2 separate regions of the Anser cygnoides genome follow, and region 1 is linked to region 2. Evidence: chromatin contacts called from public Hi-C data. All regions are on one chromosome and are shown on one strand. Each heading gives the region's core, a stretch centred on a gene start, on an enhancer-like site or on the middle of the called end of the contact. The rest is flanking DNA. Distances are from core to core; before and after follow the strand shown. Region 1 holds the start of FMC1 (formation of mitochondrial complex V assembly factor 1 homolog). Region 2 holds the start of NDUFA6 (NADH:ubiquinone oxidoreductase subunit A6).

What was found. Hi-C and Micro-C count contacts between places; a contact is called where the count stands out from the background.
Region 1: a contact with region 2 is called in a Hi-C map of liver, with 7 times the contacts expected there. The contact joins the promoter of FMC1 here to the promoter of NDUFA6 in region 2. A contact is called at or near these places in 2 of 7 Hi-C or Micro-C datasets (both in liver).

Annotation. Positions count from the first base shown.
Region 1 is chr1:44,508,382-44,516,056 of Taihu_goose_T2T_genome, reverse strand. FMC1 (formation of mitochondrial complex V assembly factor 1 homolog) reads left to right here and starts at 3,093. Exons shown (of 2, transcript XM_048078896.2): 1 at 3,093-3,335; 2 at 3,434-3,692. The coding sequence starts at 3,198. The coding sequence ends at 3,628. TRNAR-CCU (transfer RNA arginine (anticodon CCU)) reads left to right here and starts at 2,754; the gene lies at 2,754-2,826. It overlaps LUC7L2 (LUC7 like 2, pre-mRNA splicing factor), which reads left to right and starts at 4,966. Exons shown (of 10, transcript XM_048078893.2): 1 at 4,966-5,316. The coding sequence starts at 5,256.
Region 2 is chr1:44,194,176-44,201,499 of Taihu_goose_T2T_genome, reverse strand. It overlaps NDUFA6 (NADH:ubiquinone oxidoreductase subunit A6), which reads left to right and starts at 4,301. Exons shown (of 3, transcript XM_048078875.2): 1 at 4,301-4,469; 2 at 4,601-4,716; 3 at 5,579-6,216. The coding sequence starts at 4,349. The coding sequence ends at 5,710. CYP2D6 (cytochrome P450 family 2 subfamily D member 6) reads left to right here. Exons shown (of 9, transcript XM_013197147.3): 6 at 7-148; 7 at 814-1,001; 8 at 1,944-2,085; 9 at 2,471-3,368. The coding sequence ends at 2,649.

The sequences.
Region 1 (7,675 bases), core at 1,844-4,343, 320 kb before region 2:
TTTGCTGGTGCAACACCTAGTGTCAAGTGTCATGAAGTTGCTTCAAGAGGGAAGCTAAAATCACCTCTTGTGACAAGTCTTAGTCTGAGAGCTTTCAGAATATTCAGCTCTCAAAATGGGTTTAAAGAAGCCGCAGCAATGTTGTTTTTTTAATGTACTGATTGGATTTGGGGAGAAGCTAATGAGATCCCGTGTTTCCTTCCAATATCAGAAGTAAATCGTTTCCTCGCTTAAATGAAGTTGCTTCTAAACAAGAGGAGGTATCAGCTACCCAGTAGCTGGATCTTCAAATAAAAGCTGATTTGTGATTCCCCAGGTATTTCTCGCTGATCCTGTAGTCTTGTATGTAACTACAAATAACAATTTAGCTCAGAGGTGAGAACTGTAGTGTGTGTTTTATTGCCAGTAATTCCATCATGTAGCAATTAGTACCATGTTCTTGCATAGTTCTCAAGGTCCCTGTTGGAAATAGATGGAGAAATATTTTTGGACTACTGTTTAAAAAAAAAAAAATTTACAAAAATCATTAATGCTATTTTCCCCAAAAAGTCTACTGAGCAGCGTTATATTTTAGCCGTTAAACTAGTACCCTTGTTCTGTGATTTGTCTCTTGTAGTCTTCTTTTTACTGAGGGTTAGAAGCATTTCGTAAGTAATCCGTAAAATGTTGGTATTTCCTAGCTTAAAGTCAGCTGCTTACAATAAAAGGGCATCTGTGATTATAACTTCTGATGATACAAAAGCACTACGTTACGAATATTTCATTGAAAATACAGGTGTGGGTTGCAAGTCCCTTCAGTTCTGCCTGGTAACGAGGCTTAGTCAAGAGCAGAGCTTCCACGTCAATTCCTGCCCACCCAGCCAAGGGCAGTGGGGGTCCTCCCACAGACAGGTTTGGCCTCTGTATCCTTTGTTGTCACATGTGGCGTATATATTTTTAGCAACTTTGGATATAGCCAGCTTAACCCTACCTGACTTGCTGATCCCCAGGAGAATGAAGGAGGCTATGTAAAGTGAACAGCTGAGAAACCGGTGGGCCGAGCGTTTTCCTGCCCTGCTCTGTGTAGCTCAGAGCAGTCAGTCAGTTGCCTGAGCATTTTGTTACAAGCAAAACTAAAACCTTTGTAGTCCTCTGCTTCAAGCAAAGGAACGCGCAGCTACTAAGAGATGGCAAACCTCTTTGAGTTAGTGACTCCTGTGATGCTCTACACAGTCCCACGTGAATTTGTATCAGGTCACCTTCCTCCTTTTATTACTTCCGTATTTCAGATCACAGGGCTTAGTGACAGAGAGGATCCTAACAGCCACGTGCTTACCTGGTTGAGCTCTCCAGAGAAACTCCCCTGCGAAATGCTCCCCTCTTGTGACAGCAAGCCTGAACAACCAAATGCAGCTACATTTGGGTGATTAGCACCACTTTCATTTGGATTTTAGGGAGGCGTGTTCCACTAACTTCAAGGGATACTGTGTTTTAAATGTGTGATTTCCTTCCTCTCTCCTTATAAAACTGGACCTGAACACAAATTTTGAGTTGTTGCTTTTTTTTTTGTAATAATCTCAGGACCTGAAAGATTGTAGCATTTAGTGTGTCTTAAAAATGATGTACTGTACCAGCCATGGATTTTGTAAATACACCTGTCTCCCTTTTTTGTATTTTAATTTTTTAAAGTGTGTAAGGCTCTTTGCCAGAGGAACTGGTGCCTGCTTAATTTCCATCCTGAACTGAAGCGGGAAAAGGAAGAAGCTGCTGCCACAAAAGCCTGCATCAGTTCCAAATGTGTATACTGTTCTGGTCAGTTTAATGGCTGTTAGTCCTTAGTATTATTTTTTTATTTTTAATTGGGAAGCTGGTTTGTTCCCCTGCACATTCCCAGTTGTGGCTAGCAGAGCCCTATCAGGGAGACTATAAATCTCTTGTGTGTGACTACTTGACGTTTTCACTCCTTCCAGATACTCAGGTTCACATTCCCTGAGAAGTCTGATGTTTTCAGAAGTCAGGACTATTGGCCCTCCGCAAGAAGAGCTGGAGCGCATTTTTTGCTTTATCAGTGCTTTGTTCCAAACAGTAACGGGGCTTGTGTCCTATGAACCTTGCAGATGCCACCAGCTTCACCACCTGTTCCTGGAGGGACTTTCCCTCTTTTTCTTCTGCTTTCCTGAAAGGAGTGCAAAGATTTTTTTGGCAGCAGTTTTGCTCTGGGATCCACATTTAGGCAGCAGCCCCCTGTTCTGCAGTAGGAGCCTTACGCAACTGGGTGTAGCTGTTCCCTGTCCGTAATGGCGACAGGCATTTTTCATGAGTGTACTTTTTTTTTTATGTCATGTGTCTGTGCTGTATTAAATAAAGAGGAATGTACATATTAGCTCTGTCTGTGTTATTTCTCACAAAATAAAGATGTGGTTGGGGGCTTTGGGGGGGGGGTCGTTTCTCTTTGTTGTTAAATTGGATGGGGGGAGCGGCTGCTACGGCTTCCTTCAGCTGGGGCCACCCCGAAGCAAGGGCAGCACTTCAAAACTGCTTTAGAAGGAGGGGACTCTTCCTCCGGAGGCCATTATTTCAAGCCCCAGCCGAGCCCTCCTCCCTGGCCCTTCCCCGCGGCTAAGGGCGGCCGCCATTTCCCTGCTCCCCGCTCCCGGGCGGCGAGGGGCAGGCGGGAGGCACCGCCCAATGGGCGCCCAGGAGGCGTTGTCCATAAAAGGAAAGGGGCGGGAAAATGAGAGAAGTAGCACCGCAGCGCAGCCGTCTCCGCGGTAGCCCCAGTGGCCTAATGGATAAGGCATTGGCCTCCTAAGCCAGGGATTGTGGGTTCGAGTCCCATCTGGGGTGGACTTCATTTTTCTACTCCGAGCTTCTTACCTTTTTTTTATTATTAATTTTATGTATGTATTCATTATTTTACTTTTTTTATTTTTTTTTAATTTTGGCCAAAACGCAGACCCCGAAGCCCCCGCGGCGGGGCGGGCCGCACGAAGCCTCCCTCAGCGCCTGCGGCCGTCGCTCCCCTCCCCTCTCCCCTCCCCGCCCAGCAGGCGGCGAGAGCCCGGCCTCGCCTCTCGCCCTCCGCCGCTCGACCCCGGCCGCTCGGGGGAGCGGGGGCGGGAAGCGATCGCTCCGCTCGGCGCTCCGCAGCCCGCCCTGGCGGTGGCCGCGCCCCGCGGACCCGTTGCCGTGCAGCCCCGGTGCCGGCCGGTCGGAAGATGGCGGCGCTGGGCTCCCCGCTGCGGACGCTCCGCGGGCTCCTCCGCGAGCTGCGGCTGGCGAGCGGCCCGCCCGGCCGGCCCTACCGGGACACGGCCGCCTACCGGCACCTCCTGGCGGCCTTCCGCGCTCACCGGGTACGGCGGGGGCGCCGCGGCTCCTTCCCCTCCCGCTCCGCCCCCTTTCCCGGCGGCGTGAGGTGAAGCGGCCGGCCCTTGTCGCCTCCTCTCCGCAGGTCACCAGCGAGAAGCTGTGCCGGGCCCAGCAGGAGCTGCACTTCCAGGCCGCCACCTACCTGTGCCTGCTGCGCAGCGTGCGGCACCTGGCCGCCCTGCACCACGAGTACCACGGCAGGGGGGAGCGCTCGCCCGAGGAGGTGGCCGGCCTGGTGGGCTTCCGCCTGCCCCAGCAGCCGGGAGGGAAGGGCTGAAGCGGCCGCCGTGCGCCTGCCGTCGGTTCCCCAATAAACGTGCCCCGGTAGGGGAGCCGCCGAGGCCCTGCTGGCTTGTGTTTCTTGGAGGTTTTCAGTCAGCGGGTGTGGGGTGAAAGGGGAGCAAGAGGGGATCCCCTCCCGGTGGTTATCGAGTGTATCCGACCTGCCTCTTCGTCTGGGTGTCCGGTGTGACAGGCAGCCTCAGGGAATGAAGGGGTTACCTATAATAGAAAACTAGGCTAAAAACCTCACTGTCCAGCTATCGTAAGGCAGTTAAAACTTTCTTTTCTTCCCCTAAATCTGTAGGTGAAGGGATTTGCCCATTTTCTGTAGGGTTTTCCTGCCATGTTCTGTACATTGGGAATTTTCCAATGGAAAAGGAAAAGCCCGATTTCCAATTCCAATTCCCAAAGGAAAGGCCCTTTCTTTGGGGCATTAGAAGGTTCTTGTGAGTGCTGCTGTACTACTTCCTCACCTTGAAGATTTTCATCCGTGGCAATGACCTAGTGATAATGACTCAGAATACTGCTTCCTAGTGAACTGCAAATTTCTGAATGTCTTGAAGTGGTTGGCTCAGACTAGGCCTTTTGTGCCTGTTTCACTGTGAATCTTGGAGAAGCTTCCTTAAGCAGTGAAGTGATGCCTGTCAGTAACACCAGATGTGTAAGTCAGACGACAGTGAGTTACAGTCCAAGCGATAATGCTGTTTTCTTGTCCTGCGACCTGGAACAGCAAGCTTCTTTTTATAAGGAAAGAAACATTGGTTTCAGTTGTCAGAAGAGGCTTGTTCTGTGCCAGATGCTTAAGAAACCTGTACCAAGGGTGACTTACAACGGCTGTAAATGCGAGGCTGGGCTGTAATTGCGGGAGGAGCTTAATAAAGAACGACCAACAAAAGAGCGCTTGGCTGGGCTTTGCCGGGAGGGAAGACAAAGCGTGCTGTCAGAAACGCGCTGCGAGCCAAACCGCTTCCCCTCAACGCGTGCCCTCGCTCGCCTCTCCCCTTAGTTAACACCAGCCCAGCCCCGGGGCAGCGGGCGGGCGGAGCAGCCCCTCAGGCCCGGGGCGCTGGGGCCAGCAGAGGCCGGCAGGGACGCGAGGCGCCCGGCCGCCCGCAGCGCTGCCCCCTAAGATGGCGGCGGGCCGCGGGGGGAGGCTCCGGGGCGCCCAGAGCGGTCCTCGCGTCACAGCGGCTCCGCGGGGCCCCCCCGCCAATCACCGCGCCGCGCGTCGCGGCCAATGGCTGGGCGCCGAGCGCCGGCCGCGCTGACGTTGGCGGGGAGGTGGGAGGCGAGGAGGAGGAGGGCGCGTGCGCGCGGGTTTCCGTTAGCGCCGGCGCGCGCGCGCGTGGCAGGCGGGAGGAGCGGCGGGGGGAGGGGAGGCGGCGGCGGCACCGAGCCGGGCGCGGGGCAGAGGCTCCCCCGCTCCGCCCTCAGCGTCAGCGCCCGCTGCTCTCGCTGCACCTCCGCGTCCCCCCCGTGCCCTCGGCGGGGAAGCGGGGCTCCGCCCGGGCCCGCACCGTGACGCGTAGGGGGAGGGCCTCGGGCCGCGCCGGGCCTCGGGCCTTGTAGGCCGCAGTCGGCGTGAGGCGGCCGGGCCGGGCCGGGCCCCCCCCGCGCTCAAGATGTCGGCGCAGGCCCAGATGCGCGCCATGCTGGACCAGCTCATGGGCACGTCCCGGGACGGTAAGCGCCCCCCGGCCGGGGCCGCGCTCGGAGCCGGGGCGGGGGCCGGGAGGGGGCCCGACGAGCCGCCGCCGTTGTCCGCCCGCTCGCCCGCCCTAGGAGCGGGCCCGGGGCCCCGCGGGGACGATGCGGCCGCCGGGGGCCGCCGCCGCTCTTGAGGCCCAGCCCGGCCGCCGAGCGCTGCCCGCGGGGCCCCCGGAGAAGCGGAACCGCGCCGCGGCAGGGCCCGGCCGCGTGGCTCGGCCCCGCGGGGAGCAGCGGGCAGCCGCGGCCGGGCGGGGGGGCGCGGGCAGAACAGCCCCAGCCCCCCCCCCCCCTTTGGCGGAGCAGGGCGCTCGTGTCACTGTAGTCTGAAGTCTGACCCAAACCATCATTTCTGCCGGCTGGGTGGGTCTGCCTGCTGCTCTCTGAAAGAGAGGGTTTAGTCGCTCCCAGCGGATGAACTCCCCCTATTTTTTTTTTCCCCTTTGTTAAAGAAAATCACGTTTTAACACCTAGAGGCAGTAATCCTGAGACAGAGAGACACGGTAGTTACAATCAGGCTTCTGATCACTTTGCGGTCACATCGTGAAATAGAAAATTATCACTGCGTACAGGTTCTCAGATTTATTTTTTTTTTCACGCTCCACAGTGATGTTTGAACGGCAGTGATCCGTAAGTGTAGGTAGTGTGGCGACTGCTAGGGAAGGGGAGGCCCTGGTGTGATGTGTAGTATCTCATTTATGAACAAGAGAATGCTGCCCCTGAGGGTAGACTGTGGTTACAGATGATTTTAGTGTTCTGCATGTTGTACTCACTCTCGCAGGTATGCTACGTGTTTGTTGAAGCTTCGTGATTTATTAATGATTATCTGTGTTCCCATGCACTGGGTAGGATATATGAACTGGGATTTACTTTGCACGTGCCGGTCATCTCTTGGAACCAGGGCAATATGATCTTTTCAGCTTTTTTGATAGGGTTTGGAATTTTAAATAAATGTAACAAGTTTTCACGTACCCAGGATATCATGAATGCTTCCTGCTACGTGCTTACAGCTGTTCTAAACAGGGGCACGATAACCTCATAGGAAATTTACTATTATGCAGAGGTTGCCTTCGAGAGCAAGGCTGGTTAGCGAGTAGTCAGTGTGCAGGATCTGACTTGGAGTGATTTTTTTGTCTCATCCCAGAAGATTTTGAATGCTTCCTGTTGTGGTGTGAGTGCTCAGCTTGGCCATGTAACATGGTGCTCATGAAATTCAAGGCTTCCCAGCGCTAGCACCCAGCTGGCTGTCTCAAAAGGGTACCTAAGACTGCACAGGAAGCTTAAAAGGGGTGAAGGCTTTTGCAGTTTTTGAATGCGTTTTCCGCTGGCGGTGGAAGAAGGGCGACTGACATGTGAGAGCTGCTTAAAGATGCTAAATGACAGTTACACTTAAGACCTAAGCTAGGAAAACCAATCGCATACTAGGTTTCCCTTAGCTTTGTGAGAAAGCAGTCATTTTATTGATAACTATATTGCCCCCTCCCACCCAGCTTGTAAATCCGGAGCTGCGGGTGCTGAAGTGAAAGTGGCTTACTGAGAGGAAGCATCTAAACAAAGTTGACGGGATGGGGAAGGATAAGGAAAAAAGGCTGTTTGCAATACTGGCTTCTATTATTGGATTAGGTGGAGAATTGGGGATCTCAGTGTAACACCATTTTAGTTCTTTTTAAAAAATAAATAAAAATTCCAGTGGAGCATTATTTAAACCAGAGTGCTCCCAGGGACTGAAAATCATCATTTTCTGTGAAGCTGGCACCCTTGTAAATTCAAGGCCAGGTTCAAGGTCACTGAAATATTGCTAGCCTTGTGAGTAGTGGGTTTTGGCTTTTTTTTTTTGTTTCGCTCCCCCATCACCTCTGACAAATACTCTTGTTTCTAGTAATATGCAAATCACGGCTTTTTGTTAGAGTGTGGCATTTCTTGGTAGAGTGGAGCTCTTGTTTCCTCACCTGTCCCCATTGCCTTATATTTTGCTCTACCTGGCAATAGAATGGATCTTAAAATGCTTCTAAAAATACCATTTCTATATTCTGTTCAAAATTACCAAAGTGCCTTTGAATTTCCCAATCAACAGAATGTTACCCTCTACGCAGTCTGGTGGATTTTTTTTGGTTGGTTGTCTTTTTTTTTTTTTTTTTTGGTTGGAAGAGGGACTTCACATTAAAATTCTCAGTTATATTAGAAAAGGCAGATCAAACGCTTGGTCTGAATTTGGGCAGCGGGGCAGACACGCTTGCAGTCAGGCGACACCTCTCCACGCGTGGAACATCGCTCGCTGCCCGGTACCTGCTGGGGTGTGCCGTTGGACGGGCTCTGCCAGCCACCCTGCTGGTGC
Region 2 (7,324 bases), core at 3,052-5,551:
CCGCAGGGTAAGGAGGCTGAAGAGAATGGTTTCAATTACAACAACCTTCGTCTGGTGACCGCAGACTTGTTTGCAGCTGGTTCTGACACCACCTCCACCACCCTCCGGTGGGCATTTCTGTACATGCTTTTGCACCCAGAAACACAGAGTAAGTGAGAGGACAGGCAGGGGTGCGGTATGTTCCCTTCAACCCTCATTTCTCTGTAAGGACACTCAACATCTCCTATCCATGGTTTGGGGCTTTTGCAAGGAGAAACAGCTTTGGTGATTGTTGGTCTAGAAGAAACCAGGAGAAACACTTCCCCTGATACAGCTGCTCTAGCAGGCCCAGTGGTGGCGGTGGGGAAGCCCTAATGAAAAGACTGGAGATGGAAGGGCAAGTTCACTCTCCTTCACACTGAAGGCTACCTGGGGACTTCCACTGGTCATGGATCCCTCCCTCCTATACTCGGAATAAACACTAATCTGTTTTAATTCTCAAATGCTGCCTGCACAAGTACACTTCCAGGCACATTGAGGAGGGATAAGGTAGCATGTCAAGTGCCAAGACCTTTATTAAAGACACTGTGCACAAATAACAGTTACAGAGGTTTTGTTTTGTTTTGTTTCTTTCTTTTTCTTTTTTTCTTTTTTTTTTTTTTCCTGAACAACTGAAAAAAGGCATTCCCCTTTAGTTTCTGTTCCTTTCTATAACTGCTTGTCCTGCTCTTGCACAATGCCTACTGAGCTCATGCTGCTAGCTTTCCTCCAGCTTGTACCAGCCTCTTCTGTTTAGCTAAGGGAGCTCTAAGTCCTTGGCTGTGCTGCTTTCAGGTAAAATCCACAAAGAGATTGATATGGTGATTGGAAGAGAGAGGTCACCCACCATGATGGACCAAGTGAACATGCCCTACACCAATGCCGTGATCCATGAGGCACAGCGCTGTGGGGACATCACTCCTGTTGGGCTACCTCACATGACATACCGGGACACCGAGCTTCAAGGTTACTTCATTCCCAAGGTGAGCATGGCCAGACAGGCCATGCAGCATCCCCGTCCTGTGCAGACACCAGGCCTAGGGTGTGGGTGACCCCACATAACTTTGCAGATTTGTATTTCCAGCCCCAAATCACGGTCACTGCCAAGCACTGAAGCAGGGAACTTTGAAATGTTAAGACCAGACAGGTGGACGGACACGTTTGTGCTCTAGGTTTACACAAGTTATATGGGAACCCAGCTGTAGTGGCAGCTCAGTGCAAAGGTTTGCTTTCCTCTCGATGAGCTGTGACATTCACTGCCTGTGTTGGAAGAAGCAACTAGGACAGCCTGACAGGCTCTTTGGAGGCACATGAGACCAGCTTGCCGCCTTTCCTGAGACAGCAGTAGTTAAATCTCTGAAGTTATTCAGTTGCCACTGGCATTCGGTCCATTGACACTGTGACAGGAATCAAAAGCACTCTGTCCGGGCAGTGCTGGTAGCAATACAAGCCTGGGATGTTTTTTTCAGCCTTGCAGTAACTCCCCTAAGCTTAAAACATTGACACGGGAAACAAGAAAGCTTTGCCATTTTCCATGTGTGAAAGTTGGGCTTTGAAGTCTGTCAGTTAGCTTTTTCTCTCCAGCTACAAAGTAAGTGCAGAAGGATCTGTGAAGCAGAAGCTGTTTCCACTATGTAACCATGAAATTAGCATTTGCATGCAATGGCCTTTGTTAGGATATAAGTTGCAAAAGTTCAAATGCTTCAGGTGCATAGGGCAGGCACCATCTTATTGGAAAAGTGCACTGCTTTACCTCCGTTATAGCTAAGATACAGAAGAGGAGCTCAGTGCCATATTTTGAAGCATCTAGTGATGGTTGCTATTAGACGGGAGAGACTGACTAAAGAGGGGCCAGCGCTGATCCATCTCGCCAAGATAAGTCTGCTGTTCTCACGTAAGTTGTTTCCTCTTGTGGAGGAGTGCAGGGGACGACAGTCATCACCAACTTGTCTTCCGTGCTGAAGGATGAGTCAGTCTGGAAGAAGCCAAATGAGTTTTACCCCGAACACTTCCTGGACGTGAACGGGCAGTTTGTGAAACCGGAGGCCTTCATGCCTTTCTCAGCAGGTAAATCTAAGGGGAGGATCTAGCTGCAAGCCAGGTGCACAGCAGGAGTGGTGATCTGCCTCCTGGGAAGTGAAAGTCCAGGGGTAGTCTCTTTGCATTTGACCGGGGGTAAGAAGGTGACCTGCAGGGGGCTCTTCCAACCTAAATTATTCTATGATGCTGTGCACAACAGACAGGGTGTCCCCATCTAACTAGCTGTGAGTGCCTGTGCCCTTTTGACATGGTTAACCAGGCACTCTCACCTTCTTCTTTCTGTCCTTCCTGAGCAAAGCAGCTTCTGATCCTCCGTTTTGCTCCATCCCGTGTCTGCACACAGAGGTTGCTCATCCCACAGTGATTCCAGCGTGGTTTAACGTCCTCTTTCACGGATGCTCCCTTCCTGCAGGTCGACGTGTATGCCTGGGGGCACAGCTGGCCAGGATGGAGCTCTTCATCTTCTTCACCACTCTCCTGCAGAAATTCACCTTCATGCTCCCCGAGGATCAGCCCAGGCCACGGAAGGATGGCCACTTTGCCCTCATAAACTCCCCATACCCATTCAAGCTGCAAGCTATCCCAAGATAAGTGCACACCGTTCCCCTTTCACTCAGAGACCACTGCAAACGCTGTCAGAAATGTTGCAGGTCTAGGCAGGATGATGCCAAGTTCCACTTAAGACCACCTAAATCTGTGCAGATGTCCCTAGCAGTGTAAAGAAGGCTGTAGCCCAACAATATAGCTTAGCTTAATTCCAGTCTTGGATCTTGAATCACACAGCCATAGCACGTTACAGGTGATGGTCATATTTGCAAGTACATGTATAACCAGTAAACCAGTTCTGCTGTACTTTGGGCTCTCATTGCAGAAACAGTTTACTGAGCACATGGCTACTGAGAGGGTATTAGCCCTGGCTTATTGTGTACTGAAATACGAAGGTATGTGGGGTGAAAGATAACCCTGGGGTCCTGCCAATTCTAGGAGGAAAAACAAACAAACAAAGAAACCTCGGAACAATTTGTAAAGAGGTCCTGACCACCTCCCTTCCCTGCTAGCCTCACTGCTGCTCAGCCACTGCCTGCTGCCTGCTGTGCCTCTGCCTGCCTCTCTCCGGGTGCCCAGGGCAGCTCAGCTCTGGCTTGGTTCCTGCAAAAACCATCCAGGGCCGATCAGCTGCTTTGGCGTGCGCTAGTGGTGGGCAGGGCGAGAGCTACAGCCCTGACCGGGCAACGTCGCCCTGAGGGACTACACAGAGCAGTGCCCCTGAAAAGGCACAACCATCCTACAAATATATAATCCCTTCATTACTTCGTGTTTATTGCATACTGCTCTTTATTCCACACATACTGCATTGCCTTCATTTACAGCCCCAAAGAAAGTAAATTTTAATCCAGAGAAATGCCTGACAACCCTTATGTTACGCTATGCCTTAAGCAGGAGGAAATACCAAAAAGGAGTACATAAATAATCAGTATGATGTCTCAGCCACAGAAGCAGGTAATTTCTGAAATGCAGAAATTCCTACATATCTATTTCAAGAGGAACTGTGGTGCTTAGGTTTACCATCTCCTATCTAAATAGCCCCTCGAAACGGCTTTTCTTCAGCGTTACATAAAGTCAGTTCTCGGGCAGGTTTGGCACGAAGCCATGGAGTTACATTGCTTGAAAGTTAGCTGTACGTTTCAGAGCTGGCTTTCTTTTTCTTCCTGCAATATTTCTGACCAATTGTTTCGCAAGGTTTGCAAAACGATCAAGGTTTGGTGTTCAGACTCATCCTTAAAAATATTAAGGTTTGATGTTCAGACTGGTAGTAACTAACATAAAGGAGCCTCTGTGCATAATCACAACTAAAAAAAAAAAAACAACAACTCAGAAACAGCGTATGTGTGTGCACGCATTTATTTTTCTGACGGCAATTTCTGGAAGCGGTGAAGGCTGCTGACTTGCACGAACGTTTGTCGATACCACCGTTAAGATTTTAACTTCAGCGGGACCTGCACGTCAGTGTTTTCCATTTAAAGAGCCCGTAAGGGAATAAAAGCGACCCGAAAAGCCTCCCTCAGCCCGCAGCAGCCCGCAGGCCCGCCCAGCCCTCAGCCGCCCTCCCTCAGGGGCCGCCACCGAGCTCCGCCCCGGCCGCCATTACGCGCGGCCCGCCCCGCTGTCCCTCCCCCCCGCTGTCCCTCCCCCCGGCGTCTGCCGCCCAATCAGAGGGCGGAGCGGCAGCGCGGCCGGCCAATGGAGAGGCGGGTGCGCTCCGCGCCCTGCCGGTGGCGGCGGTGACAAGATGGCGGTGGCGGGCCGCGGGGCCGCGGCCGTGAAGCCCATCTTCAGCCGGGACCTGGGCGAGGCGAAGCGGCGCGTGCGGGAGCTGTACCGGGCCTGGTACCGCGAGGTGCCCAACACGGGTGAGGGGGCGCCGCCGGCACCGCAGGAGGCGGCGCCGGGTCAAGGTCGTGCCGGGCGGCCCGGGCCCGCAGCGGGCTGTGTGTGGGGGAGCGGCGCGGGCGGTGTCCGTGAGCGTGTTGTGTCCCCCCAGTGCACCTGTACCAGCTGGACATCACGGTGAAGCAGGCGCGGGATAAGGTGCGGGAGCTGTTCGTGAAGAACGCCCACGTTACGGACCCGCGGGTGATAGACATGCTGGTGATTAAGGTACGGGCGGGGCGCCTCGGCCCCCGAGGCTGCAGGGAGCGGGTGGCGAGCGGCGTGGAAAAGAAGGGCAGTTTTATCTCTGCTTGCTTTAACGAGGTGTTACCCTTTGCAATCTGGCTTGGTTTATCCGTTATAGCAAACCTGTTGGGAAGGGATGAAGCTCTCCATTTTATATGCAGGACTGTAGTGTTTTTGTGCTCATAAGTCAGTGTTGTTAGAAGATGTATGTGTTTCTGCCCCTCAGTGTAGGGACTCCTCCAATTTGCAGGTGTTTAAAAGGGGAAGTGTATGGTAAGCAAAACAGTGGTGTAAACACTCCTGTATTTCTTTTTAGAAAGCAGCAGCAATCAAAGAAAGGGAAACTAGCTAGCAGCATCTTTTTATCATTTAAAAATGACCTTTCTGGTCCCTACGGTACTTCCTTAGATTGGGATGTATTTTCCTTAACTGACTCTGAAACAAACACCGGAGTGGCCGTACTTTGTGGGAGGCTGGCTTTGGGTCTGTGTAGGTGGCAATACATCCTGATTTGGTAACATATCTAGCTGTGTCTTAGCCCTGAGATCTGTCTGGTTCAATGGACTAATCAACATGCCAAGAGTAGGGTAAGGATTCAAAAGAAGCCTGAGCAAGGGTAACTAACCTTTGCAGTTTTAAAGCGTTAGAAACCTTCCAGCCAAGAGCTGCCATGCTCACCTGTTGTATTTCTTGCATTTCAAGGCAGCTAAGTTGTCTTTAAATAAAGGAAAAAATCTGCAAACATAGTCCAAAGTAATACAGTGGGTGAAGCTTCCAGGCAGTCTCATTATTATAATATTATTATTATAATTCTCATTATTATATATCTTTTGTCTATGCACAGGGAAAAATGGATCTTCAAGAAACCATTCACGTATGGAAGCAGAAGACTCACATCATGAGGTATTTCCATGAGACGGAAACGCCACAGCCTAAAGACTTTCTGTCCAAATTTTATGCAGGCCACAATCCGTGAGGCAGACTGACTCTGTGTCTTCCTGTCCTGTATTACAAATAAAGTTCTATATAACAGAAAACATCTGTAGACAGATTGTATAGCAGCCTAGGTGCCTAATGACTAAATCTGAACCCAGCGTGTGCGCAAGCCATTAATGATCTCTATGAAGAGCTGTGATTACCTAGTTTTTGCCAGTGTGTATTTTCAGTGGGTGGAGTTTGTCTCATCATTTGCCCTGAGTGTCTGCTGAATAACCACAGCACCACCGGGTCGTGGAGCTGTCTGCTCAGCCTGCAGCCCTGCACGTGGGTGGGAGCTCCTTGGAAAAAAGAGCAGGCAAGAGTGGGCCTTCAGAAAAGCTGTTGTAGTCGCAGAGGTTTTGTGCTTGAGGCCCATGTGTATTTCACAATTTCATGCCATGACTTTGTTGACCTTGTTTTTTACTTTGACACTATTCTCTGTTTACGTTGTAGCAGAGAATGGCTTAAAATCCAATAGGCCAATAAAGCCCTTTGTACAATGAAGAGATCAGTAGAGTCCATTTCCCTGCTGTAAAATTAAATTACCTGGAATAAATGCTTTTTTGTACTGCTGTCTGGAACGGGGAAGCTCCATGAGAGCACGTGATGCCTAGCAGGAGGTAGTGTCCTACTGATTCAAAGATCATAAATCCAATTTCTTTAAGTGATTTATTCTTTATTGACGGCGCCGGATGCACGGGGGATCTTTCCGCCTATCGTGCATCCCGAAGTGAAAAGCCGTCCCAAATTTATACATCACAGTGATTAATATTTTATTAACGCCTATACATATTCATTATCTAACCCCGCCTACTCTCGCTTCTCATGCTAATCAGTTTTTTGTGTCCTGCGCCTGCGCAGATCCTCTCAGTGGTCTTGGGCAGGGGTCGTCGAGCTGTGGTCGGTGGTCTCAGAGAGGAAGGCCATAAGTCTTCCTCACAGTGTACTTTTCACCCTTGGTCAGGATTCTGCTGAATTAGCTTTCTTCCTAACCGCAAGGACTGTTTTTTCTTCGAATCTTCTGCTCATTATTTCTTATCTTGGATTCCAATGTCTTGTTCGAGATATATTGCCCGTATGTCCTATTTTGAGATACATTGTCCGTACATCTGCTTCCTGCCCTACACCTAATGTTCTGTTCTCCTTTAATAGTTTCATTCTTAACCCTTTCTTATCTGGAATCGCCTCAGCTTCCCTAATCAATCCCCCCTTTTCTTTTCCCCATGCAAATTCTTTTGCATTGCATGCCCTTATCATTAGCAGTATCGCAGTGACATACATACAAATATTCCTACTACCAATAACATAACCAGATCAGTAAAAACTTGTTCTAACTATTGAAAGTTGGGTAACCATGAAGTTAACTTATTCCATATTTCCTCAAAGCCCCATGAAATGTTATCCTTACTAATCTTATACAGAACCTTTGTTTGTTTCTATATTTCCTCTATGTCAGTAGAGACCTTTCCGAATACAAAAATTCTTCTTCCCAGCCTCTACGATATGTATCTCTCAATACCTTGCCATGTACTTTCGTCAGGGAAGCTAATATTGCCATTCGTTGTAACAATTTCCAATTCCAAACAAGTATTACAAAAGACAGTATTAAACT